Linked DNA regions of Zea mays: region 2 is linked to region 1. The links are chromatin contacts, called in public Hi-C maps. All regions are on one chromosome and are shown on one strand. Each heading gives the region's core, a stretch centred on a gene start, on an enhancer-like site or on the middle of the called end of the contact. The rest is flanking DNA. Distances are from core to core; before and after follow the strand shown.

What was found. Hi-C and Micro-C count contacts between places; a contact is called where the count stands out from the background.
Region 2: a Hi-C map of leaf shows a contact between it and region 1, with 5 times the contacts expected there. The contact joins the promoter of LOC100216966 here to the enhancer-like site in region 1. A contact is called at or near these places in 3 of 25 Hi-C or Micro-C datasets (all in leaf).

What each region holds. Positions count from the first base shown.
Region 1 is chr3:7,893,338-7,898,602 of Zm-B73-REFERENCE-NAM-5.0, forward strand. No RefSeq gene overlaps it. Among protein-coding and RNA genes, the nearest start is that of LOC100193886, 14 kb to the left of the region's middle. Within about 2 kb of position 2,419, at least 10 of the 20 cell types and tissues checked have an H3K27ac peak or open chromatin away from gene starts, as enhancers often do. A contact at or near this core is called in leaf, where this site is marked.
Region 2 is chr3:8,136,838-8,142,102 of Zm-B73-REFERENCE-NAM-5.0, forward strand. LOC100216966 reads left to right here and starts at 2,845. Exons shown (of 7, transcript NM_001366949.1): 1 at 2,845-3,453; 2 at 4,759-4,966; 3 at 5,097-5,161. The coding sequence starts at 2,874.

The DNA.
Region 1 (5,265 bases), core at 1,169-3,668:
TTTGCCTAGAATATATTAGGAACATTTGTGTCTTCGAATAATTTTACTACCAAAATAGATTCAAAGATCTACCTAATAATACTAATTATGTACTATAAATATTAATATTTTTTTTATATAAATGTGTTCAAAGGTAAAAATAGGTTACTCTTTGAAAAGTGAGAACGACTAACATTTGTGGACGGAGGGAATAACTAATTTACAAAAAAAATACCTAATAGTTGAACTATTAGCTAGACTATTTAGATGTATTCAGTTAATTTTAGCAGCTAATTATTAGCTCTAATGTATTTAAACACCCCTAGTCTCTTTAAGTGATGCATTAGCCGTGAAGTAAGCTGCTGCTTACAAAATGTGGTAGGCCAAGGAGGTAAGGCTAACGACAGAGGATTATGTGCCAGCGGTGTCTAGGATGATCAACGTCATCCGAATCAGTTCTGAGATTCAGGTGGAGGTTTCGTTTTAACGAAAGCAATGGAGCTAGAGATGTGTGGAGGATTGGTCTTCTTCCGTATGTATGACCAACCCCTAAACAACAATACATGAGCGTTTTAGCTTTGCTGCACAAATATTAAGGGCAGACATCAACAGACCTTGCGCCCGGACAGGACCCTCAGGTGCGTGCAGTGCAGTGCAGACGTGCAGTAGTCCTCCTGGAAGCTCGCACAGTCAACGTAGGAATGGAACCTGGATCATCGTAGACACTGGGCTGCTCTGACTCTGAGAGAGGAGATACTTTTGTTGTTAAGGAAAGCCGTAGAGTATGCTTTGTCCAAATGAAACTCAGTTCGTGGCAATTGGTAGGAATATATAGAAACGACACAGACAGTCTTCTTGCTCTAATATAATGGATGTCAGCATTCCGCGTCATTGACAGATTTCAGAGATGCTTGCATTGTGTCTTCACGAACGGGGAGAGCAAACGACGTGAGTACAATTTTTTTTCCCTAGGGTCTCTGCAGGCGATAGATAGGCGTTGCCCACGTGCGTTATGCGAGTCTAGAGTCTTGACACAAGGGAGGTCACGGTCACCTGAAAGGATATATACCGTTTGATCACTGCGAGCGCATCACCCTATATAATCTAATTATTCTAAGCTAAAGAAAAAGAATGTGTGGTGTGGAGTTTATTGTACATATTAAATTATTATCATCTATCTTATTTTACGCCTTTCGTTGTTTATTATATTTATAAATAACACCTTTTATCACTATAATCTACCATTTCTACCATTTCAGATGATGTTTTTTTTTGCAAAATATATAGAACAAACAGAGGTGAAATCTGAGATGAATAGTGATGATTTAATATGTATATCATGTACACCAAACTTATTTATGCACCAAATATGTTCTAATTAAGAAACATAAATATATCTGACCACCAGCGAAGCGAAAGCGAGCAGATATTACGACATGCACGTATTTCCATAAATAATTCTTAGAATGTTCTATTCTAACCTTAAGTACTAGTTTGATGACAAGAAAAATTGAATGGATCTATGGACGGATCGATGGGCGATGTCGATGGAGAGCCCAGAGAGCCGGGCATGTATCTTCTCCATCGCCGAGTTAATAACACAACATGAGTCTCGACCGATCGACCCGCAAGCCGTTGTGCACACGCGCGCGCGCGTGCCGACCGATCCAGCCCAACTAGACACCGGCAGCGGGCACCATGCACACGCGCAGCGTGAACGCGACGACCACGGACGCCACGGCCACCACCATCCCCCACTTCTGCGCGCTGCTGGCCACCGCCGCCGCTTTCTCGCCGCCGGGCCTCGCCACGATGGAGAACATGGACAGGCCGAGGCTGGAGAAGAAGCCGAGGACGATGAACGCCATGTCGGCGCCGTACAGCAGGGCCGGCGGGGGCAGCGCGGCGCCCGGCTGCCGCTGCTGGCTGGGGAGGTTGACGAACAGCACGAGCGAGGCGGACGCGGCGAAGAGGCAGACGGTCTGCACGGCCTTGCCCACGCGCTTGGACTCCGCGTCCTGCTGCTGGTCGCTGCCCGGATCCTCCTCGTGGCCCGCCGCCTCGATGTCGATCGAGTGGCCGGCCGCGGTCGGCGTCGTGCCCGGCGGTGCGGCAGCAGGCGCCGCAGCCGCTTCTGGTGCTGTCGTCGGCGGAGGAGGAGGAGGAGCAGAGGCCGCCTCCGTCTGCGTGGACGACCGCCCGCCGAGCTCCGCGTCGTCGTGCTCGCGCAGCAGGCTGGTCCGGTCGTTGAAGGAGCCGGTGAAGCTGAGCACGCGGGTGATGAGGCCGCCGTAGCTGTTGGTGGTGGAAGCGAGGGAGGACGTGAGCTTGTTGAAGAAATCCATGAGTTGCAGTGCAGCTTGCGACACACAAGTCCACTTCACTTCACTGTACCAACAGCTCTACCGCTACCACTCATCAGTTGCCTTGCCACTCATCTATTTATGGAGACCCCGATGCCAGATCACATGCATGCACGGATGGACATGGACATGGAGAGACCGGTTTACCTTCATTTCGTGGTGGTTGGTTTTCTAGATGACTAGAATATATAATATGATGGATGCCGATTTGTTTTAGCCACCATCGTTCATGATTTCTAGCCTGATAGAGAAACTACGAAGGTGGGGCCACCAGCACACGCATTGGACGTCGTTCATCTCCACACAATAGTTCTTTCTGGCAGCGAGCAGCGCTCGGATTGTCCCGTCTCGCTCTCGCGATGCTGCCCTTGGTCAGCTGCCGTGCCGGTGACCGCTGGGCGGCGGCGACTTCACGGGAGGTGGGCGGCGGCACGAGCAGCAGCGAACTCCTTCCTGTTCGCGAATTTCCTTCGCCTTTTAAATTCTACACCAATTCATCCTAATCTGCACTCGTTTGCTAATCTGCACTCGTTTAAAGCACGAACTTTCGTGCGGCACGTGCGAAACGTATAAATCTTAGCTTTAGAGCACAAGTTCCGTGTGTCGTGCACACGTAAATCTATTTTTCTCTCCTACGTCTCGTCTAACCACGAGTGCTTCCTCATCCTCTTTGTCGTCGTATAATAACTCTCAACTTCGTACAATAACTCAGATTCTTTCACACAACCATAGAAGATACCGACCTCCTCCATCTAGAAGCGGCTCGAACTACCGTGACTCTCCAGCGAGGTAAGAACAGCTGAGAGAGAGCAGGAGGTGGAGAAGGCGCCAGCGCCGGTGATGTCTACGTGGCATTCGAGAGAGGGGAGGAGGTGCTCTGAATCCCAAGTTTACTTTTGTATTGATTGTTGGCAAATAATTTGTGAGATGTTAAGGTCGATAATTGTTGAGCTCTATTTTGAGCGGGCGGACGGTCCGACCCTGAGGCCGGACGGTCCGCGGTCCGGATAGTCCGCGCCTGTGAGCCGGACGGTCCGCACGCGCAGAGCAGTTTAGGGTTCCGAGTTTTGTGCTATGTTTGTTGGCTAGATCCGCGGAATTGGCTCGGAATCCAGTCGTGTAAAGGGTCCAGCCCCCCTCCTCTATAAAAAGAGAGGTCTACGGCCGATTTGTAATTATCAATCGAATCAATACAACTTCTATTTCGCATTTTATCTTAGGAGTAGTTCTAGTCTAGTTTAGGTTTAGTCTTCCAATCCCCAAATTCTCCGCCTCTCCTCGACTCTACGTCGATTAGAGGAGTCTAGGTCGGCCTGCCCGAGCCTAGACAACTCCTAGGATCTCTCCTCCCCGACGGGGTCCCTCCCGGGAGCGAGATCCAGGCGTCGCCGGCGATCTTCCGCCGCCCCTGCGCACGCGCGGACCGTCCGGCCCTAGGGCGCGGACCGTCCGGCCGTCAGGCAGGGAACCCGAGCTCCTGCACCAGGTCGCGGACCGTCCAGCCCTGTGCCGCGGGCCGTCCGCGCCTGACCAGAGAGCACCGCCGCCTCGCGCCAGGTCGCGGACCGTCCGGCCCTGGGCCGCGGACCATCCGCGCCTGACCAGAGAGCACCGCCGCTGGTTCTCTTGAGTAATTGACGCCTCCAAAAAGGTGTCAACATACTTTTTGGCGACTCCGCTGGGGACAACAAATATAGACGCATCAAATCGGCCCTCAATGGCCGGTTCAAGGGATAACTCTGATATTTTCCCAAGCAACATCATAGAGCCGACTTGGGACACATTGCCGGCTGACGAGCAGCTCCAGTTCGAGGAGCACAAGGAGCGGATGATCCAGGAGGCGAAAGCAAAGTTCTTGGCCAACTTCAAAGTGGATAGGAACAACAAGGTCGTCCGGCATCGGGCGACGGATCCGGCTTCGCTCCAACCCACGCCAGATATCCCCAATGTAAGTAATACCAACGATCTGCAATCTCTTAGAAATTATGTAGAAGATCAGCGTGAACAAATGCAGAACATCATAGGGGGTATGCAAAGCGACCTTAAGAGACTAGTACATGCATTTGATAAATCTAGTATCGCCAATTTTCCTTCGCACGAGGTGGAATTAGGAGGTAACGCGCGTAACACATCGGCTACAGGTTGTCACGACCAGTCACAACCCCTTTATGGGATGCCGATGGACACGTACCCTGAGCAACCGCAAATCGGCAGCAAATCAGCCGATCTGCACATGCCCGGACCGTCCGCACGTGAGCGCGGACCGTCCGGACCAACAACAGTCGGGCCTATTTTTAATGAGTTACCTAGACATGCACCCGAACCACCACACACAACACAGAATCTAAACTACCCAGTCGGACCGTCCGCGTACAACGACGGACGGTCCACACATAATCACGGACGGTCCGGGCCAATGTCCGGATAGTCCGCACATGACCTTTTTGAGGAGGATTGTTACCTGAATCCTCACCCGTCCCAGCAGCACTTCCCATCGCACTATACAATGCATCAACCCATTAATTCGAGATCTAGAGCCCAGGAAAACTTTCCGGCCCCACCGAGAAGGCCGGAAAGGAACGATCAAACATATGAACCATATAGGGCAAGTGGCAATGCACCACGTAGTTCAAACCAATGGGGGGAAAGACAATATGCTAATATCCAGCCAACCCCACCTATGTTTGATCAGAGAGCCGGTGGTCTCGCACCGGCTGCCATTGATATAGTAAGGGAAGAAATAGCTGGGGCGTTCCGAGATAAGCTCGGAGTAAGCATGGTCCCTGGGGGGCAATCATATCGGAAACCTTATGACAACCAATTTGATCACCACCCATACCCACAGGGAACCAGGATACCCGAATTCGCAAAATTTTCGGGTGATCAAGGAAAGAACACACGTGAACACATAGTCCAATTTTTA
Region 2 (5,265 bases), core at 1,595-4,094, 240 kb after region 1:
ATAGGCTTACAACCTTTTCCTAAATTGATTTTGGTGGTTGAATTACCCAACACAAAAAATTGAACTAACTAGTTTGCTCTAGATTATAAGTTTTACAGGTGCCAAAGTTTCACAACAAACCAATAAAAAGACCAAGAAAGGGTTCAAATAAAAAGAACAAAAGACAACCGAAGTGTGCCCTGGTCTGGCGCACCGGACTGTCTGGTGCACCACCGGACAGTGTCCGGTGCACCAGGGAGCTCAACGCCAAACTGCTCACCTTCGGGAATTCGGGGAGCCGCTCCACTATAATTCACCGGACTGTCCGGTGTGCCAGTGGAGTAACGACTACACAACGCCAACGGTCGTCTGCAACGAACAGTTAATGCACCACAGTGCGCGCATAAGTCAGAGAAGAGCCAGAAGGCGCACCGGACAGTGAACAGTGACTGTCCGGTGCACCACCGGACTGTCCAGTGGCCCAGCTGTCAGAAGCTCCAACGGTCAGAACCCAACGACCGGGTGATATGGCTGGCGCACCGGACAGTGTCCCGTGGCGCACCAGACTGTCCGGTGCGCCACGCGATAGAAGCCTTCACCAACGGCTATTTTGGTGGTTGGGGCTATAAATACCCCCAACCACCCACACTTCAATGCATCAAAGTTTTCAGCCTTCAAACACCATACAAGAGCTATAGCATTCAATACAAGACACAATCAAAGAGATCAAATCCTCTCCCAAGTGTCATCCGCCTTATTTGCTTGTGATTTGTTTTCGCCCTCCCTTTCGGACTCGTTTATATTTCTAACGCTAACCCCGGCTTGTAGTTGTGCTTAAAGTTTGTAAATTTCAGATTCGCCCTATTCACCCCCCTCTAGGCGACTTTCACATATAATGGATGCGGCTGTGAATCCCCATTTGTTGCCGATGTATTATACATAGATACCTTATTACTAGTTTTATATGATGAAAAATTAGGAGCAACATATTTCTCCAACAAATGTGATAATTTTCTAATTGATTATTCTAACACTCCAATATGTTGTTTTATTTGATTCTGCTGCTAATCTACATATTGTTTAATAGATCGAATGTCGTCGGGTTTACTTACGTTGGGGATTTGAAGCGAAGATAGAAGAGATGCGACGTCGATCTCTCCATGTTTGACAAACCTTCTGGTGGCGATCAACCGTGTATTGTGACAAGAATTTCTCCATCGCTTGACACATGTAGTCTTTGTATTGCTTTTGCTCATTGTCCGTTAGGCTTCCAACAGCCGGCTTCATGATATTGTCTGGGAGATATCGGTGTGATCTTTAGAACCGGCCATTTGAGGGCCTGGTTTTTAGTAGATCTAGACACCTGGTCCCAGCGGAGTCGCCAAAAAGTGTGTTGACACTGATCTGGGCGCCAAACACTAGAACGAACCACCTGGCAGTGCTCTCTATGGAGGCGTGGACGGTCCGCGGCACAGGGCCAAACAGCCCATGACCTCGGCGCAGGAGCGGCTCCTTCTCTGTGTACGTTCGAATGGTCCCTGCCTGGGGCTCGAACGGTCCATGATGGCGCCGAGGGTCGTCTTCTTTGAAGCAGACCTAGATCTCGCCTCCTGGGAGAGACCCCGTCGGGGAGGATAGATCCTAGAGTGTGTCTTGCGTTGGCAGGCCACCCAAGACGCCTCTAGCTAGCGCAGAGCCGAAGAGATGTGAAGATTCGATGTGGTGGAAGGCTAAACTAGGTACTCTAAATACATAAGGTAAAAACGACAAGTAGAGTTGATTTGATCAATTGTGGGGGGTCAATCGGCCGTAGTCCTTCATCTATATAAAGGGGAAGGTCTGGACCCGTTACAAGTCAGTTCGCGAGTTAATCCTGCAGATTTAGCTAACAAATCCCGCAAGAAATCCGGAACCCTAACTAATTCTATGCATGCGTGGATGGTCCATGCTACCACCGTGGATCGTCTGGACTGCGCATAGTCTGGCTGTCCAAAAGTGTGCTCAACACCTACAAATCATACATTTTTCTTGCACATTCCATTCCATCTAAATAATGATGACGCACAAGAATCAAAGTCCATAAACCCACTTGTAATCAACAGAAGTGTTTCATGGCTAGCTGCAACAGCTAATATGTGTGACACTTACGTCAGCTAGATGGACCAATCATGCACCGCCATATCGCTTTCACCACATACTATTGCCCACGCCAATGCAATGTCTGCCTCTCGCCTCTGGCGACGCTACGATACGGGTGAGAGCGAGACACTATTGCCCACTCTCGCGAGGCGTTAGAGTCATCGTCGGTCGGCCTCTATCGTCTCCGTTTCTGATCCACTCTTGTTCGACTGTTCGCTTCGAATTAAAGCTATTTATTTAAACTGTTATAGTTATAAAAACACTGTAGTTATATAGTACGCGGTATCGGCGTATCGTCCTCTATTGGCACCCGCCTGGCACGTTGTTCCTCCCGTACGTTGTGTGCTCAGCGAGTTGATTGGACGATCTCCAATTCTGATTGTTTGTTGGACTTGTCCTTCGACACGACGGCACCTCGAGATTCGAGCGCTGCTCCCGTACTACTTACTACTCGAGAGTCGAGACTGCTTTGTTTTTTTTGTTGATGGAAAAGAACCAGAAGGGTAGTACTCGAGAGCACGAATCGCCACGTCCGCCAGAGGATGAGCTTGAGCAGCTCCAACTCCAACGCGTGACAAAACAAACAGAACCGTCACAAAAATAAATAAACCAAACGGGGCCTAAATAAAAAGTCGTCGACAAAAATTTGGCAGCCATAGGCCATAGCCCCCGCTGCCCCCCGGGCGCAGATCTTTTCTGGGCTTCTGGCTCCCCTCTCCCGCCGATCACGCCGCCTCACCTCGCCGGGCGGCGTGATGGCGACTTCCGGGGCCGGCGACCACGGGCAGGGCCAGGGCCAGGGGCACGGCCGCTTCGCGTCGTCCCTGACGGCGCGCTACTCGGACTGGGTGCTGGAGACGCTGGACGAGCTCCCAGGGAGCTTCCTGCTCACGGACCCCGCCCTGCCGGGCCACCCCATCGTGTACGCTTCCCGGGGCCTCGCCGCGCTCACCGGCTACGCGCCGCGCGACGTGCTGGGCCGCAACGCGCGCCTCTTCCAGGGCGCCGCCACCGACCGCGCCACCGTCGCCGGCGTCCGCGAGGCCGTCCGCGCGCACCGCCCGCACCAGGCCGCCATCCTCAACTACCGCCGCGACGGCGCCCCGCACTGGGTCCTCCTCCACCTCGCCCCCCTATTCCACGCCCGCGACGGCACCCTGCTCCACTTCCTCGCCGTCCAGGTGCCCATCGCCCCCGCCGCCGTCGCGCGCGGGGCGACGTGCCACACGACGGGGCATCTGCTAGCCGCGTGCCGTGACGAGGCCAGCAGGGTCGCGGAGGATTTCCCCTGCGCCACCCACGCGGGCAAGGTGTTTGTCGATATGGACAAGAGAGGTAATACTGCTAGTATGCTGCACTAGATAATAACTTACTCATGCTCGATTTTCCCTAGAGTTTCAAGCATTAATTGCATCTGAGTTCAATTAAATCCCTTCCTCGTTCCTAAAGCTGAACGTAGTGCGTTCCAAGCTTGACATTCCTTGGTTGGTTGAATTACCAGTTCAGCTATCGTATATTTATTATAGTTGCACTAATCTCATTTGTGGGCATAAACAGACAAACCGCTGAATAAGTAGGTGTAGACTGTAGTGGCAGATTACTAAGAGAGTCAGATTACTCCCTTGTTCCATCTGGTCTTGGTTCAAAGTCTGTTAATCGTGGCTATACGTTTATATTGCCCTTTTACCCAATGCAAACTATGCATGGTTGCACGCACAAACACATATATGTGATAACTCTTTCCTTGCGCGGTGCTTACATAATGCGTTCAACCCAAAAGAAAAAAAAAACTAATACGTTTTGGGATCAGGACAAACCACATTATGTGATTTCCAGGATGAAGATTCAACAGCGTGCATGTTAGTTACTTGTTCTTAAATGCTGAAGATCAAGAACAAGACAACACAATTATTAATTATTATGGACATTCGTCCTCCAAAGCATTATCTCCATATAGGAATAATGCTTATCAGACTAAGGTCACGAAAGACTTATCCCCATTTAATATATGAATGAGAATGTAAAAGAATGAAGACAATAACTTCATTTTATTAATTCATATATATTTGCCTTTCATAAAACATATATGAATGTTGACAATATTAATGCTACATTGATACTTTCGGCTTGCTCGAAGGTGAAGACGCGAAAGAGAGATTATAATTCAACGTAAATAGTATGGTGTTACTGTTCATCTATTTATAGGCACGAGACACGGTCCGAGTAAAAGTACATTTATACCCTTTATATTCATCTATAAACATAACACGAATCATTAAGGACTGAGTAGTCTTTGTCCCTTTTCGGTCATCATCATAATTGGTCTTCATCATCACATCAAGCCGAAGCTCATCGGCTATAGCTTCATCGTCTATTCTTATCACCTTCGGGCTACATCTTTACCCTTTCATGAGAAAAGGCCTTCATCCCGAAACCGAAGCCCCCTGTAATAATTCATGTCATACTAAAAACATATGGTTAGCCAACACTGCAGTAGTTTACGAGTCTTCATTACTGGCAGTTTGAGCTGGGGTTTATAGTTGACTTAACACTTCAATGTTTTCACTCTTACACACAAGTATCGAACAAAACATAAGTGAACCAAGTTGTGAATATCTTGTTGCTAGTTTGCTGTTGCAGGGCTGGAGACCGAGGAACCACGTGTACCTAGCGATAGTGAGAAAGATATGGCAATAAGTACGGCTAACAGCATTGTCTCTGCGCTGAACAGCTACAGCAAGCTAACTGGTCTAGTGGTCAGCAGGAAGAGATGTGACTCGATTGGCATCCCAGCACTCAGTTCGTCGTTAAAACTCTCTCTCGGTAGAATCAAACAGAGCTTTGTATTGTGAGTTATTTGCATATTTTGTCCATTATTTTGTTGTCTACTTGTCTCGTCTTATTTTTGTGTTGAAAACATTGTATGTCCAATTCATGCGTGCTTCATTATTAAACTGATCATTTTGAACTGATCACAGGACTGACTCCCGCTTGCCTAACATGCCAATTATTTATGCTAGTGATGCTTTTACATCATTAACAGGTAATTGTTTTTGACTGTTAGTACCAGAGTACGCATTCTAGCAGTATGTAATATGTGCAACTTCCAATATATTACTGTTATATTTTCAATATATTGTTTTCACT